2 separate regions of the Mus musculus genome follow, and region 1 is linked to region 2. A link is a contact called in public HiChIP or PLAC-seq data. All regions are on one chromosome and are shown on one strand. Each heading gives the region's core, a stretch centred on a gene start, on an enhancer-like site or on the middle of the called end of the contact. The rest is flanking DNA. Distances are from core to core; before and after follow the strand shown.

Region 1 (5,600 bases), core at 1,340-3,839, 170 kb after region 2:
CAGTGAGCTCTCAGGTCAGTGGGAAAGCTGGTCTCAAAAATAAGGTGGAGAAAGGCCACAGAAGCTCTTGCCCTTGACTTTTGGCTTACACACACACACACACACACACATACACACACACACACACACACACTTTATTTTATTTTAAATTGACAGATAGTAATTATTGTGCATGACCTAGTATGTTAAAGTATGTGTACACAGTGTCAGCACAGTGTGAATACGGAGCTGAATAAAGTAGCACAGGTCAGATGGTCATCACTTGCGAGCCTTCTTCCACTCAGCGTTCACTCAACACATTTCGTCATTAATTATCATTTCCGTGCTGTGCAGTAAGTAGATGTCTTGAATATATTCCCCCTAATTGTAATGTCCTGTCTTTCAACCAACATTAGCTTTATGTCACAGAAATCCAGTTCAAGCTACTGGGGAAAGTGAGAGTTCAAACCCCAGAGCACACACTGTATCTGCTTCTCTCCCTGGGTCCCGGCCCAGTTTGTCTCATCTTAGCTTCATTCTTTTGACTTTTAAAATATTTTTATTTTTGAAAGAGAGCCTTGCTACGTAGCCCAGGCTAGCCTCAAACTTGGTTTCCTTCTTCCTCAGCTTCTTAATTCACCATACCTGACTTAGCTTCATTATGAGTCCAGGACTTCTTGTGTGACAGGCATGGGTGGTAATACCTGTAGGTTCATGTCCTCTGCTTTAGCAATCCCAGCAATGGCCACATGCCACTCCCAGGGAGTCCCCAATGGTCTCATCTTTTTACCCATGAGCCAATGATAGCCAATAAAGAGGACACTGTGAGTGCAGTTCCAGGGTAGACCATTCTTGTTCTCACCAGAATGTGTGTGTGATGGTTAAAATGACCAACTTAATGGTTCTAGAGTCACCTGGGAAAGACGTCCTTTGGCACACCTGTGAGAGATTATCTAAATCTGGTTAATTGGGGTAGGAAGGCCTACGTTAACTTTGAGGGACACCATCCCGTGGGTGAGAATCCTGTACTAAACAGAAAGGAGAATGCAAGCTGAGCCCCAGCATTCATCCCACCCAGAGTCTTACTGCAGATACAACCCCCCCCAAGAGCCAGATCACAGTAGGGCGTGCTACATCCCATGGTCTCCTGGGAGAGCATGCTACACACCGCTGTCTCCTGGCACTTCCTGTCTTTCTGTTCCTCCATCCTCACCTAGCGAGATTTGTCCTCACTTGAAATTTCACGAAATATGTCAAGAGCTCCAGATCTAAGGAGAAGGAATGTCTTCGAGGCAGGAGGAGAGCTGTGAAGCGTTTCCTGGAAAGACTACTTCTCTCCAGCTCAGAACAATGAGTGTATTAAGGTTACATTAGCAAGGGTCAGGAACATGGGTGATTCCAGCGGCTGCATTACAGAGAAGCCCAGCCCAGCCCATCACTGGGGCTCCCTCTACAACTTGCAGCTCTGTGGAAGAGTCTCCTCTCCCTGGCAATGGCATACTCCAAGAGTTCTCTAAGTGCCCTAGTGCCCTGAATCCTTTGAGTGGCTTGTGCTTTGTGAGCTGCCTCCTCCTTTCAGGAAAGAGTGTCTCAGCTGGAAGGAAACGGCTACACAGCAAGCAGCCACCGCCCTTTCTATCCTTTCCCCAGGAAAGCAGAATCTTTTCCAGAGCCGCCCTCCCGAGTAGACTTCCCTTTTAAGTATCACTGCTGTTTGCTCGGAATCTTATTCCCTAGTAAGAAGATCTAGCTCTGACGAAGTAAACCATACTGCCACAACTAGCTTGGGCCAGTTTTAGTTTCCCCGACTTCCACATCTTTACACATCACCACATCCCCCTTTGAGTCCAGCTGCTTTGAGTCTTACAGCATCCTGGTTCTTCATTTAACAGCAGACTATATAGCAGTTGGTCATTGTTTGCAGGCCCCACCCCTTGCTAGGATTCCTAAAGTACCTAGTCACTCCTGAGGATTCCAGAGTGCTGAGATTACAGGAGGGCCACCTCTAGGGGCTCTGCAAATCAGTGTGGTTGTGTCTCTAAGTGTAGCTCAGGCATCATTCCAACACTGTCCTGTGGTGGAACGCCCACCTGAGCCAGGTCCCAGACAGAACGCAGCTTTCAGAATCCTTTCCTGGCTGGCTGAGTAACTGGCCGGATGGATGGATAGTCGGACGGATGGACGGACGGACGGACGGATGGATGGATGGACGGACGGACGGACGGACGGACGGATGGATGGATGGATGGATGGATGGATGGATGGAGCATAACTGCATCTACTCCACAGAGCCAGCCTGAGTCACCCTATCTGTTTCCCCTCACTCCTCACACCCCAGGCTGTCACTTGGCTTTCCTAAAAGCCTCCCACTTGCCCATGAAGTCCTCAAATTGTCTTTTTGGACCCTTGAACAGCAGCTAGCACTAGCCCTCCCCCCAGTCACCTCCCTGCACTGAACCTTGAATTGATAAAGTGGGTGTGACCCTCAGGAAATTGCTCATTATTTGCCATTAGTGCCTCTGAGTGCGTGCCTTCCCATTACCCCATATCTTTGCATATTTATAGTCCTCCGTTCTTTCACTCCTCCCTCCCTCTTCCCTTCCTCCTTTCTTCCCTCTGTCCTGGGAACTGGTTGAACCAGAGTACAACCTGCTCATCTGCCTCTGGCGGAGCAGCTGCAGGAGCTGAGACGTGCTGAGTTGCAAGCAGAGCAGCAGAGCCAAGGCTTGGGAGGCTAGGCTGGCGCGCTACGCTGCGGGGCGCTGCTGAGGGCGAGCATTGGACCGGCCACCTCCCCGAGGCCCATGCGGGGTTCTATACAGCCCGCGGCTCGCTCATGAGACCACTGCGGTGCGGGGAGAGGACCCAAGGCATCCCGCTGGGGCTGCTCGCGTTCTGGGTGACTGCTGCCCGCTGTCTGCAGAGTAAGTGCCTGATTGGGAGACCTCGTAGGTGGGAGCAACATGGAGGGTGGGAAGAACATCGCTGGAAGGAACGTCCCCTATGGTGCTGTCGGGAGGCCAAGGTGATGCGGGCTAGTCTCATTTCACCGCCTCTAAGCTGGCGGGGCGCAGCTGGAGAGTCCTAGGCCGAGCCAAGGCTCTCTCAGTGCTCTGGGCCGCTGTGGCTGCTGCTGTCAAAGCAGGAAGCCGTCCTGGAGATAACTCGCTCCCTGCCGGGCCCTGGCCTCCTGGGCAGCAATTTTTATTTTCTTTCTGAAAATAACCAGGCTGCAAACCCCAGGGTGCTCACTGTCACTCTCTGGTGGTAGACCCTCCTTGGGTTTCCTGGGTCCTATGGATCTCCCTTAACATGCAGCAGACTTCCAGGTAGCCTGGGGCTCAGGAAAAGAGGTCGTGGGGTTCACTGGAGCATGAGACCAGAGAAGGTGCCCTGTGAGGCAGCACTAGAATGGTGAGTCAGAATGTGGTACACATTGAACATCATCTATAGACACGAAAGATTATAGTGCAATTCTCTTCTTGTTCAAGGACTAACATTATTACCATTACCATCTTATGGGTCAGTTCATGGAGGTTTAGAGAAGCCAGAGACGGGTGGCTGGAGTTAAGAGGGCTGGTGGGGAAAGCAGATCTTCATCAAGCGCCTTTGTTCACAGATTCTTGGGATCCACAAACTTCCTAACCATTTAGCCCATATGAAATGAGAGCCTCTTTTTCTGTGTTCTACAAGTGCTGCAACTGAGGCACGGGAAGGCAACACTGCTCAGGGAAGGTGACTACCTACCTAGCGTGCGGTGAAGCCAAGGCTCAAACAGCTTCTAGGTCTTTTCTTGGAGACCAGCCTTTGTATTTGTAAGACTCAGTAAGACTGGGCTGAGATGGCTGGGCTGTGGCTTCTGCCGCTGGGGGGCCTGGACTTAGCCCCTTGTTAATCCATCAGGTAGGAATCTTGACAGTGATCTTTCCCGTTGTTTTCCCAAGTACAAGTTTCTTGTCACCATTCTTGCTCTTGGTACAGCCGTCTGTCTGTGATGTTCAGAGGGTAATATCCAGAGCCTGACTTCTCCCTGCAGGAAGCAGGCCACAGTAGGATACAGTGGTTAACAATTTTTCCTTTGACGTGGCCTTTGAAGGAGGTAGGTGCTGCCTTCTGGGAACACTTAGAACCCAGATTTGGGAAACCAGAGGACTCTCTGCAAAGGAACCCACACTTACCTGGTCCTAGCAGTTAGATGGGAGCCACCATGACAGTGTGACATGTAAGCCTGAGGAGTAGGTGAAAGTCTGTGTCACCTGGTGACTGTCTCCTGCCCGGCTGTCACCAGGCAGGTCAGTACTGTCCGCTCTGATGAGCCCTGAGTCTGCCCCTCTCCAACCAGGAGCAGCTCTTCCCAAATGCCGAGTGGGTGTGAGCCTGCTTGGAGGGGGCCTGTGCTGGAGGCCAACCCAGCAATGTGGAGAGGGCCTCTCCTCTCCTCACCAGCTCCCTGCATCCTCTGCCTCCTCAGCTTCTGCCAAAGGCTGGGGTATAACTCAATGGCAACTCTTTTCTAGCATGAACAAGGCCCTGTGCTTGGCACCTAGCACGGTTAACAAGAAACCATAAATAATATAAAAGAAGGAAGAAAGTGAGAGCAAGAAGCTGCCTTCAAAAAAAAAAAAAAAAAAAAAAAAAAAAAAGCCTGTGTTACAACATGTCCCCAAACACAAGATTCCTGTATTTGGAAGCGTTTGCTCTCTCAATGGTGGTGTTAGGGACTAAATATATCCCCCAGATGCATTGGTTGAAACCTCTGATGTGGCGTTAGTCCCCACTGTGGTGAGACTAGTGTCCTTATCAAAGAGAACTCAGAACTCTTTCTCTGCTGGTGGGGACACAGTGAACAATTTAATAAGCCAGGAAGAGGGTGTTCGCTTAACTATAAATGTCTTGCCAGTGAGAGCACTCAGCAGGCAAAGGTACTGGGACTCACAAGGTGAGGAGAGCGGACTGGCTCCTGTAAGTTTATCCAGGGACCTCCACAGAGTCCATGCACCCAGGCACACACACACAAATAGGATGCACACAAGTAAATAAGTAAATGTAAAAATAATTTTAAATTAAAATATAGTATGACTATAGATGTATTGGGGGGTCTGTATTAAATACGTTGGATCTTGCACTTCCTGTCCTCCAAGACTGAGAGGGGAAAATAAACCCCCGCACTTCAGTCATCCAGTCCATAGACTCTTAACTGCAGCCCACACTAGACAACTTGTACTGCCAAGTGCGGAGCTAGTGTCATGAGCATGTAGAGCTGTAGATGGCGCTGTAGAGCCAGTTACTGGGTGGAGCTGGAGAAGTTTTCAGTATACTAGAAACGTGGGTTGGAAGGGAGGTTCAGGTGAGGTCTTACAGAGAAATAAGGAGTGTTCTTGGACAGTGCGGAGGAAATTCCTGTGCAGTAGTGAAGATCCGGGCTGAGCTGCCTTTGTGCGTCAGTGTTCTGAGGAAGGTAGAAGTCGAGAGTGGGGCGGCTGCTTATTTAGCTGAGGAGATTTCTAACCAAAGTGTTGGAGAAGGGGCTTTCTCACTCCTGGCTGCTCATAGCAAATCCAAGAGGAAATGAGAAATTGAGCTGGGCATGGTGGTGCACTTAGGAGGCCAGCGTGGTCTCC
Region 2 (5,927 bases), core at 2,346-4,845:
CTCTGTTTGCATCTGCAGATGTGAGTTCTCAGTTTTCCACTCTAATTGCTTGACACCATGCCTCCTCTAATCTTAAAGATCTTGTTCCACTGGAGCTGTGAGCCCAAATAAACTTCCTTCTGGAAGTTGACCTGAGCATAGTGCTTTTTCACAGCAATAAAAAGTAACTGATAAAATGGTTTGATTTTTTTTAATTGATAGGGTCTGCTTACGTTTCATTTCTAAAAATGCATCTATTGTTACTGTATGTGTGTACATGTGCCCGATGGGGTGTTGTTTAGAGTGTGTGTGGAGTGTGTCACAGTGTGTGTGGTGTCAGAAGAGAATGCTCAGGAGTCAGCTCTCACCTTCTACTTTATTGAGGCTGCAGGTCTCTTGTCTCTGCTGTGGGACATACTTGAGGCTAGCTAGCCTATGAATTTCTGGCTGATTCTCCTGTCTCTGCCTCCCATATTACCCTATGTAATGAAAAGATGATCATTGTCATATGTCACTGGGGCACTGCAAATTAAAGTAACGAGTTGATAACACCATATACCTGTTGGAATGGCCAAAGTTTAAAACAGAAAATATTGGTGAGGATATGGCAAAAGAAGGCCCTCTCACTCTAGGTGGGAACATAAAAGCATGGCCACTTCTGAAGACAGTTGCAGTTTCTTTAGAAAAAAAAAAAACCTTCCATTTCTTATCACACAATCCAGTGACGAGGGTTCTTAGTATGTATTCAAAGGAGTTGAATATTTATGACTATACAATAACCTTCATGTGACTATTTTTTTAAAAACCTGACCACCATTTAGAATTATCATGTACAACCTATGTTAGCATCAAAATTGTTCATCTTGTCTCCCTTCTCACCCCTCAACTTATCTTAGTCACTTCAGAGAAATACGTGATGAAGAGGTCGGATCCTGGAGTCAAATAAACAGGGTTTCCGTCATCATTCTCCAGGGCCCTGCCTAGTCATCTGCTATTCTGTGGCTTCATCATTTGTTAAGTGACAGAACCAGACATATTTCATCAGCTCTAAGGGTAAAATTATCACATTTAACATATCTGAAGTTAGGATGCATCACTAAATTTGTAACATGTTATATATAGTTCAATGGATGGTGTATTTCTTTTCTTTTTTTTTAGTAACATAACTCAACAATGGACTCAATGAAGTCAATTAATGACTTCAGAACTGGTGAAATATGTCTGCATTGTTGGATTGTTGTACGGATCGATTAAGGGTTTTAGTTGTTTCTTTTTAATTTCAAATGTAGAACATGATTTCTGCCACAAGGGAGCACTCAGCGTGTGTTTGTCATGAGTACTCCTGACTACACTGTGAGGTCTGGGACAGGGCTCTATTTCTAGTACTGGGTCATTGGATAGATAAGGAGCTTATACCCCGAGACTAGGCAGAGAGACTCATGGAGGACAGCTCTCCCAGGCCCTCAGAGACCAGAAGAGGAGATCCTGGTGTCTCATCAGGATGGGACAGACTTTGGTGTGACTTACCTGGCTTTGTGACAGGCACATTAAGGAGTTTTCCATTGTTTGAGTCCTCCACACCTTGGGCTGCAATGGAGTAGGGCCGGCTGGCTTTGTTCTTAAAGATAATGAGAATGGAGTCCCCCACCTCAGCATGAATCATTGGTCCTAAAGACAAAATACAACCAGGTATATCACAAATACTGTGCCATGCTTTGCTGACCAGCCTGAATTCAAGTTCTTCCTTCCCTTAACAGAAGGCCTTGGATGAGTCACGTGATCAGAATCTGTTTTCTTATCAGCAGAATGGGTTCACTAAGACTGTTGCCATAGGACTATTAAATAGCAGTGTGTGTGTATCATAGAGTTTATTATTGTTCAACAAAACCAAGTATTCAGTAAATTCTTCTTACTGTTGAGCAGTAGAGCTTCAGTTGTAATCTATGGTCAGTTGCATGAGAAGTGTCCCCATAGTCTTGGGCATTTGAATGCTTGGTCTCCAGTTGGTTAGCATTGTTTGGGAGGTGTAGGTGGTAGCCTTGCTAATGAAGTATGTCGGTAGGCATGGGCTTTAGGATTAAAGTCTTCACACTGTTTTCAGTTTGCTCTCTCTGTTTTGTCCTTGCCCTAAAGATGTGAGCTTTCAGCTTCCTGCTCCAGCTCCTCCCTGCCCTGACAGGCCCTTAGCTCTCTGAGACTGTAAACCCAGATAAACTCTTCCTTCTATAAGTTGCCTTGGTCATGGTGGTTTTTTTTTTTTCACAGCAACAGAAAAATAACTATTGCTCATACCTGTACCAAACATTAAGGAACCTAAAATTGCATATGCCTGATAAATAGATTTGTTACTAATGATGGGTATCAATGGGTAGGTAGTGAAGGAATTTATGGTAACACAGTCATTGCTAATACATGTCTAGTGCTGACTCTCATTATGTGGATATTGTGATGGTAGTTTAACTTCGACTTGACCCACCTGAGAAGAGTCTTAATGAGGGATTGCCTAGATCAGGCTGACCTGAAGGAGTGGGGATTGTCTTGATGGCCTTAACTGATATAAGGAGACAGCCTGAAAGTTGCAGGTTTGGGGCCTTGGACTTCCTGAGAGTAGAGAAAGCTAGCTGAGCACTAAGCATGCATGCATTCCTCTGCTCTTGGCTGTAGATGTGATGTGACCAAGCTGTCTCAGGCTCTGGCTGCTGTGACTTCACAGCTGTAGCTGTGAGCTAAAATAAAGGCTTTCTCCTCTAAGCTGTTTGTTGTCAGCATGCACACATACACACACACACACATGCACACACGCACACACGCACGTACACTCGCTTTCCTGTTGAGAGCAGCTGGTTTTTGTGTGTCCATGAAGGTGAGCCCCGAATCGGCTGGAGGGGGGAGGTTTGCCAAGTGCCTCTTGCTTTGCAGTGCTAGGGAAACACCTCAAAAAGATTTAGTGTGGAGACACAGCTTTGTGGTGCAGACTCCCCGCTAATCACTGAGTGTCCCTTCTCCTTCAGCATTTGGTGTGTTCTGCACTCATCCAGAGATAAGCCCTTAATTAGCTGGTAAGTGGTATGTCACCACCCACCCATTCATTTGGCACTGAAGCAAGCCTGCCTTTGATTTGAAGAGATATGGCTAAAGTTGATAATACATTTACATTTTGTTGAACTATAGTTATCTCCAGAAGTAAAAAAAAGAAACTGCTATGAATTTAAGCAGTAAGCATGGACACAGTTCAGACAGTTTGCACACATTAATCATTACTGTTCATGACTCCACTGCACAAGCCTTGCTGTGCTGGCTTAAAAATGATGCCTTCCGGCTGACAGTGCTATGTGATGGGACACACAGTAGTGGTGAACAGATGTGGACCTGTGCGTGTCCACTGAGTTTCTGAGAGTCCAGGTCACTGTAAGCTGCAGGTGACAGAAAAGGCTTCACTCTAACACTAGAGACACTGGGGCTGCTAACTTGCCCCCAGTGTAAGTCACTCATTTCTCTCAGTTACTGATCAAGCTGGGCTCTTGGGTCTCATGCCCCGCCCCCTCAGCCTGCCCAACCCTTTCCTTTGGAGCTCTGTGCATACTAACTGCTCCAGTGTGTGACTCATGGATAGCTCATGTGGACTGACAAGCAAGCTGGTGAGACAACAAAACATGGCGGGGTGGGGGAGGAGAGCACCTAATCACTGTAAGGCTGTTGGCACGCGTAAACCACACTTGAAAAGTTAGTGTGGTGTAGAAAGCATTTCTAAAATCCTTTAGGTTGGACTGGCATTGTTGATGGCCAGCCACACAACTGAGGTACCAGTCAGCCTGGAGTCCATGCATATATCATATGCCTAGTCAGGTCTGAGGCCCAGGGGTCAGGTCAGGACCTGTCACCCTCGGCAGCCACCTCACACAAGGCGGTCCTTTTTGTTCTTACTTGGTTTTATAGTATGTTCTATGTCACTGTGCACATGTGAACCAGGACCTTAAGGATGTCTCACAGACACTCTACGTGATGTCCTGAGTCATCAAACCTTTAAAAAGGGAAATTTCTCAGTTCAATAGAAAGGCAAGAAAGAGTATGAGACACCAGGTAGACTGCCCTGAGGACGAGGATCCTGCGGTGTGTGAGAGGTAGGCATGGGGCGGGGAGGGGGAACAAGAGAGATGCCCATGCTTGGGGCTGACAGTCTGAAATCCGCCATACCCAGGAGTTGAAGGTGCTCTTCTTGAGGTGGCCGAGCTTTAATCTCCACAAATTCTCCATTTGTATATTCCCTATAAACAACCTTCCTGTACTGAGAGCCAATCCAGTTTTCAGTGTGGTTCATAAATATATCTCCATGTCTGTAAAGAAAAGACATTAGAAATCAAGGTTGTCAGAAGATGGGGAGACTGTGGGTGTCTGTCATCTGGGGTGATTCTCCCCCAGCTGGGATCAGGGTCTCCCCAGGGAGTTGGCTTTTGCACCATCTCTGAGAGCAGGGCTAAAAATCAGTACCTCGGAGCTCCTTCTGTCCTTATGGGAGGAACCCAGCTCAGACCCATGGCCACCCTTGGAAACCATTACTGTCACCTGCTGCAGGGCTCTAAACTGGGCTAACCTCAGAGAATCCTAACAGAGGCTGTGCTTCTCTGGCTGACACTACACACACACACACACACACACACACACACACACACACTCCTCATAGCTCTGAAATCCTCCAGGTTTCATGGCCAGCCATCATTCTATATCCCTTGCTGGCATTCCCCCACTCCCACCCCCACCCCTGCACCCACACAGCTACCACTGCCCACCGCAAGCCTGGAGGGTGTATACTGTGAATGTAGCTGTGTACAGATGAGTAATTCTTGTTATTTTTATTTTCTAGAGACCTACACAAATAGTGGGTTGTATGTGTAGCTGTTCAAAGACACGTTAACAGATGTCTGTGTTGTGTTAACACTGACCTCAGTTCACAGAGCTAACCTGAAGGAAGCTTCTCCTAGTCTTTTATTTTTCTCATAAACACAATTCCAGCACTATTGTGCCAGGAGAAATGAGAGAGGGCTTCTGCACCCCTCTTCTTTCTAACAGCAGACCATGTAAGGCACACAAATGCAAAACACAGGCCAAGAGCACTCGATCATAACAGCAGAGCTGGAACGGGACTCCAATCTGCTTTCATTGATGCTGCACCAGGCCACGGATGTTTTTGCAGCTCTTCAGATATTGTCAAATTGTCACAGGAACATCAAGTGTTTCTGAGGGATTCGGAAATACTCTGAGGTGGTGCTCCCTTCCGGTGTCTCCAGGGCCTTCCTGAAAAGCTGGCCTTTCACACCACTCTCTGGGAGTGGGGTGTGACAAACAGATTTTAACAAGTAGGCACAACACTTGTAAATGGTGAAGTTTGTGAAAAGTAAGTTCTCTGTGTCTGTCACCAAAGTAGGTCACAAAAGCTGGAGAAGAAAACTCAAGAAGAGCTGGGCACAGTGGCATGCCTATCACTCCAGCTGCTTGGGAGGCTGGCAACAGAAGGATGGCTAGTTCAAGACCCAACTAGGTACACAGTGAAATAGTGTCTCCAAGAAAAACAGTCACTTTCCTTTCTAAAATAGGGTGAGTCTAATGTCCTTCCACCTCTCCCAAATCAACTACCTGTATTCTAATCTAAGTACAGTTCTACATGGCTTTCCCAGGCCCCTACTCAACTTCCTGCTCTCCACTCTGCAGGCAGAGTGGTCTGCTCCAAGTCCAACCCTCTCTCTCTTCCTGTGGGAAACCTCTTAGTGCTTCTCTCTGCAGACCTTCTCAGTCTGCCTCAGACCCTGCATTTTCTTTTTTTCCTAAGTCCTGAACCTGACTGGCTGTCACTGAAACTCCCAGACACAAGGGTCATTCTAGATGTTTGCTCTCCTTGGCATGGTTTGCCCTCAACCCATCCTAGCTTTGGACATGTTCATCTTGCTATTGCC

Evidence for each region. HiChIP or PLAC-seq counts read pairs in DNA pulled down with a chosen protein or histone mark.
Region 1: a contact with region 2 is called in an HNF4G HiChIP or PLAC-seq map of pancreatic cancer cells. The contact joins the promoter of Vstm5 here to the enhancer-like site in region 2. A contact is called at or near these places in 2 of 39 promoter capture datasets (hippocampal neurons and pre-B cells), 1 of 484 Hi-C or Micro-C datasets (nephron progenitors), 1 of 115 datasets of contacts at active chromatin or transcription factors (pancreatic cancer cells) and 1 of 9 other capture datasets (adipose tissue).

The regions. Positions count from the first base shown.
Region 1 is chr9:15,236,456-15,242,055 of GRCm38.p6, forward strand. It overlaps Vstm5 (V-set and transmembrane domain containing 5), which reads left to right and starts at 2,590. Exons shown (of 4, transcript NM_026955.2): 1 at 2,590-2,903. The coding sequence starts at 2,816. It overlaps Gm51702 (a long non-coding RNA gene), which reads right to left. Exons shown (of 3, transcript XR_003948285.1): 3 at 4,628-5,600.
Region 2 is chr9:15,065,531-15,071,457 of GRCm38.p6, forward strand. It overlaps Hephl1 (hephaestin-like 1), which reads right to left. Exons shown (of 20, transcript NM_001164797.1): 13 at 4,174-4,313; 14 at 1,507-1,647. Among named protein-coding and RNA genes, the nearest start is that of Panx1, 23 kb to the left of the region's middle. Within about 2 kb of position 3,596, at least 73 of the 459 cell types and tissues checked have an H3K27ac peak or open chromatin away from gene starts, as enhancers often do. A contact at or near this core is called in pancreatic cancer cells, where this site is marked.